Regions from separate parts of the Mus musculus genome. Here region 2 is linked to region 1. The links are chromatin contacts, called in public ChIA-PET maps. All regions are on one chromosome and are shown on one strand. Each heading gives the region's core, a stretch centred on a gene start, on an enhancer-like site or on the middle of the called end of the contact. The rest is flanking DNA. Distances are from core to core; before and after follow the strand shown.

Region 1 (2,632 bases), core at 36-2,535:
AGTGTCCTCTGAGCAGTGGAACGGGAGAGGGAGGCTAAAAACAAAACCCGCACGTTTATTTATGAGCAGCCGATCTCCAGCAACTGCCAAGGTGACAAATACTTCTGGGAAAGCTGGGCATCCACATCCAACGAGGGTCCTGCCAAACACACGAGAACATTAACTACCACCACGGCGTGGGCACACAGACAAAAGCCAAGTCTGACATTTCCTATAAGGACACAGGGAAAGTCCCCATGATCTTATTTTGGGCAAAGATTTCTTCAATGTTATACCGAGGGCACGGTCTACTGATCTGTAGAAGAAAAACTGATAAACTCCCCTTCTCCCTTAAAAAGATACCATGAAGAGAGAAAGATCTACCAGAGACAAGGGGGAAATTTTGCAAACCATACATCTGAAAAGTGATTTGCATCCAGAGCCTATAAGTAAATCTAGCAGCGTAGTACCAGGAAGCCAGGAAGCCCGCTTAACAGTGGGGGCAAAGGGAGAGGGGCAAGAGCCCCTGTCCTGCATGCATGAGGGCTCTGATTAATCCCCAGCATCACCAAAGAGGAGGGAAAAACAAGGCAAAACAAACAAGTGACCACCATCCAAACTAACAATGACAAAAACCCAAAGAGCTCTGCCGCCAATGGTGGTGGTAGGAGTCAAACCCAAAGCCTGTGTGACAGCCAAGCCGTCTGCCACTGTGAACATCCCAGTCCCCTGCCCCGCAGAGACTTAAACAGATACTTCAGCCAAGAGACATATGGATGTCTAATAAGCATAGAAATATTTTGAACACTGTTTAGTCATTAGTAAGTAAAATGAAAACCATAGTCATATTCCAGTGTCATAATAGCTGTATCTCTGAAAAGCTGACTCTGCAGGGGCTCCTGAGGATGTGAAAACACTGGGGCTCAGCAGCTGCTCATGCCACACAAGGAAACCTCTTTGGTAGTCTTTCAGAAAGCCGAGAACAACCTTACCATGCAACAGGAAAATGTCTCACTAGTATGTGTTAAGTTAGCAGAAAGAAGTCTAATGTCTACAGAACATTAGCCATGGGTGAGAAAGTCTGTAGTCTTGTTACTCACAACAGCCCCAAAGTATTAAACTTCAAAGGACCCCACTGGTAAGAAGCTAAACAAGAGATGGAATATTAAAATAAGCATGCATGTGGGATGGGCGGGGTACCCCTAAGCAGTAAACATATACCCAAAGACCCACATGAACTGGGACTACTTCCTGCTAAGAGAAAGCAGCCAGACATTTATAAGAAATTCTACCAAAGGCAAAGGGAGGGGAAGTAGAGGTTGCTGAGAACAGGGCGGGGATGGGGTGGTGTCAATGAAGCTGTCAATCTGGGCAACGGGAAAGCCATATGCCTTTATTGCCCTACACAGCAGTGGATGTTACACAAGTGCACACTCAGCATAATCAATATCTATACCTGCAGTGAGGACAATCTGTGATTAGTTTTTTCTTTGTCAATACGTGAGCAAAGAGGGTGGGGCATGACCAGGAAGGCAGGATTAAACCACTCCATTCACGGGTCAAAACCAGGTTCACATGTATTCACTCCTCTTGGAGGCCCAGAATAGTTACCCCAGAATGCTGATGGAGAAGGCTCCTCTCCAGAATAAAGTGCCTGAGCACATAGAAGGCTGGAGGTGCAGGCGCAACACCATGGGAGAGCAGCCGCATGAAGATTGTTCAATGCTTTAAAGGGGATTTTACAAATGGCTCGCCTGTCTAGTTTTATTTGTGTTTGTTTTCCTTTTGGATGAAAGGAGAGAGCCAACTCCAGACAGATAAAGTAACCTGAAATGCTAAGGGGCACCCAGTTAGTGCCCCAAACTGAGTTAAAGGAGACGGGCGGACAGGTGGCGAAGAGTTGCAGTTCCTTTGAGAATAAATAGAATTTTATTGTACAAAATAAAGCCTTCCTATACCTAAAGTTTGCTTCCAGAGTTTGCTAAGGCTAAAGAGAGATGAGGTCATCTTTAAAATTCTTTATTTTATCCTTCTGCTTCTGTTTATTGAAAGGACTTTACCAAGTAGTACACACACACACCAAAACAAAACACCCCTGCAGTTAGGGCCAAGTCTTTTAAATCTACTATCCCAAGTGTGTTTTCTTCTCTTTTTCAAAAAGCCATTGAAGTGGACTTAGATTCATGCCAGAGTTGAATAGAAACTAGGATTCCCACTTGCCCATGCCCATCCCCCTGACCCTGCCCAGCTTGCCCATCAATAAGCATGCCCAAGTGCTGTATTTGCTGTTACTGATAGCTTACATTGATCATCGCTGTGTCCACAGCTCACAGTGGAGTCCACTCTTGGTACCTGTACATTCTACAGGTCTAGACAAATTTCCAGTGAAATGTAGCTCTCATGACAGTCTTATGTAGAACAATCTCACGGCCATAAAAGCCCTGTATGCTATGCCCAGTCACCCCTCAATGTTATTTCTTGCCATAGGTGATGTTCACAGTATGGGATGCTTTGAGCCTAACTCTTTGTCAGTATCCCACGTGGTTTCAGCTTGTCTGTCGTTACAAATCTAATCCATCCCTTTCAGAGGCAAAGCGCCTTTTCTTAAGACCAGGAGTGGGTGACATAAGTCCTATAACAACATAATATAGTC
Region 2 (2,632 bases), core at 37-2,536, 250 kb after region 1:
AAGCATGGAACAGCAATTTCTTTTCTTTGCCTATGAAAAAAGCAGAACCTGCTAAACGCATGAAACTCAAGAAGAACGAAGACCAAAGTGTGGACACTTTGCCCCTTCTTAGAATTGGGAACAAAACACCCATGGAAGGAGTTACAGAGACAAAATTTGGAGCTGTGATGAAAGGATAGACCATCTAGTGATTGCCATATCCAGGGATCCATCCCATAATCAGCTTCCAAACGCTGACACCATTGCATACACTAGCAAGATTTTGCTGAAAGGACCCAGATGTAGCTGTCTTGTGAGACTATGCTGGGGCCTAGCAAACACAGAAGTGGATGCTCACAGTCAGCTATTGGATGGATCACACGGCCCCCAATGGAGGAGCTAGAGAAAGTACCCAAGGAGCTAAAGGGATCTGCAATTCTATAGGTGGAACAACAATATGAACTAACCAGTACCCCGGAGCTCTTGTCTCTAGCTGCATATGTATCAAAAGATGGCCATCACTGGAAAGAGAGGCCCTTTGGATATACACTGGGACAAGGTGTGTTTTAACAGAACATTGAGAGTTAGGAACCCACTTCAAACTGACTGCTAATCAGCCTTGTGGTTTTGCATAAATGACGACAACTCTTATTTATCCATTGCTGCGTAACAAGTTGCTCCAAATGTAACAGATTAGGACAAGCAGTGTGTATAATCTCCCGATTTCTGTAGGTTGGCTCAGCTGCATCTAAGTTGGTCTCCTCAGGGAGTCTCAAGAGATGCCAAAGGAGCCATGAGATAGCATTCTGTCATCTGAAGGCTGGTTTGGGCTGGAGACTACTGCTAAGGTCCCTCACAAACCCATCAAGAACTTCAGTTCCTTACCCTAGGGGCCTGTCCTTAGACTGCCTTAAGCTGTGGCAGCTGTCTTCTCCCAAAACTGATAACAGAACAACCAGATAGAGCCTGCAACAGCATAGTCCAGTCTTACATGCAATATAGCATCGGTTCTGTTGTGTTCTACCTTCCACAAGCAGATCCTGGTACCCTGTGGGAAGATTGTGAGCATCTGCAGGCAGGGAGCATTGAGGACATCTCAGGGGTTAGCTAATGTCCTTTCTTCCTCAGTTTTCTCTGCTGCAGAGTGAAGTCTGAGTCACGTGACCTTTCTGGTTGGTGCCCTCTCACCCTCCCCCCCGCCATGCCACCACTAGACTCACCTTCCTGCTCTCCTGTAAAGATCCCTATGACTTTTGCCTTTGAGCCCTTTGACTGTACCAACCACAGCCCCCTAAACACTGCCATTTATACACTTCCTGGCCACATCCTTCCGCTAGCTCCCTGACATCCACCTGGCCTACAGCTGCCCTCAGTCCACGTCTATCCTGCCAAGTGCTTCAGAGTCCTTGTGGTCGGTCCTTCCTGCCCCAAAGCTTTCTGTTCCTGACTTCTCTGTCTCTGCCTATTTGCTCCACCTCAGCCCCTGAATTGCTCACCACCAAAATTACTTAACTTTATTAGAGGAAACTCAGTCTCTTGTGCTATCATAAGAACCCTCTGTTCTTCCAATTCTCCGATCAAGTCATCCCAAGAGATGGGTCACCTTGTCGGGATGTCTAGAACACCGTCCCACCGATTTTTTTGTCACGTCCCTCCAGTCTTTACTTTATTTGCACTTCAAATCAGATTTTGTGTGTTTGCATGCATGCATGTGTGTGTGTGCATGTGCTCATGTGTGTGTGTGTTTCTGTGTGTGTATATATATGTGAGTGCATGAATGTGTACATGTGAGTGTGGATGTGTGTGTGCATGTGATCACGTATGTGAATATACTCATGTATATGTGAGCTTCTGTGTGTGTGTGCGTGTGTGTAGGTCAGAGGTCATCCTTGAGGAACTTAAGTCATTCTCAGCCACTGCTTTTGAGGCAGGCAGGCCTCTCACATTGCCTGGGAACCTGCTGCAGTTAGTCTAGCTACAGTGAACTTCAGTGATCCAGTTATTCCCACCTGTCTCCCTCTGCAGCACTGGGATTGTGTGTGACGTCATTGTGCCCAGCTTTTGATGCAGGTCCAGCCCAGGCCTCACTCTTACACTGCCAGCCTTTGAGGACTGAGCCAGCTCCCCAGTCCTCCACCCTCAGATTAGATTTTCAGAGGCCATTGCTTTGGCAGGTCACTGCCTGAACAGTGGCTTAAAAAAAACCCTCACTCTCATGGACAGATTTCAAGTGGCAGGCTTGTGCTTTCTGTTACAGACAAGCAGGTACAGTACTGAAGGCCACTGAAGAAAGTCCCACAACAGTATGGCATGGTCACATGGTCACCTACTTTACTTCTTGTTGAGGTAAAATTCACATGACAAAATGGCTGTTGGAAAGCGAACCAGACTGTGGTGTCAATTCTTGCTCAAAATTACGTAGCTATCATCTCTGTCTGGTTCTGTCCTTCCCCTGTTAGCCTGAATGTCTAGTTGGATATGTTCTCCTCAGCATTGAGTTTATCTGTCATCAACAAGTCAAATACAGAGTAATTACTAGTATTAATTTATATCAGTGTTCAGTTTGGGAATACAGCTCAGTGACTGGTTTCTTACTGAGCTAGCACAAGACTCTCTGTTTGCTTACTGGCACGGCTGAAAAATAGAATAGGAC

The links. ChIA-PET counts read pairs in DNA pulled down with a chosen protein or histone mark.
Region 2: an RNA polymerase II ChIA-PET map of effector CD8 T cells shows a contact between it and region 1, with 14 read pairs. The contact joins two enhancer-like sites. A contact is called at or near these places in 6 of 115 datasets of contacts at active chromatin or transcription factors (the 230-238 cell line, acute myeloid leukemia, bone marrow-derived macrophages and 3 more).

What each region holds. Positions count from the first base shown.
Region 1 is chr19:57,092,471-57,095,102 of GRCm38.p6, forward strand. All of the region lies in intron 6 of Ablim1 (actin-binding LIM protein 1), which reads right to left. Among named protein-coding and RNA genes, the nearest start is that of Afap1l2, 85 kb to the left of the region's middle. Within about 2 kb of position 1,286, at least 24 of the 459 cell types and tissues checked have an H3K27ac peak or open chromatin away from gene starts, as enhancers often do. A contact at or near this core is called in effector CD8 T cells and memory CD8 T cells, where this site is marked.
Region 2 is chr19:57,342,760-57,345,391 of GRCm38.p6, forward strand. All of the region lies in intron 1 of B230217O12Rik (RIKEN cDNA B230217O12 gene), which reads right to left. Among named protein-coding and RNA genes, the nearest start is that of B230217O12Rik, 17 kb to the right of the region's middle. Within about 2 kb of position 1,287, at least 64 of the 459 cell types and tissues checked have an H3K27ac peak or open chromatin away from gene starts, as enhancers often do. A contact at or near this core is called in effector CD8 T cells and memory CD8 T cells, where this site is marked.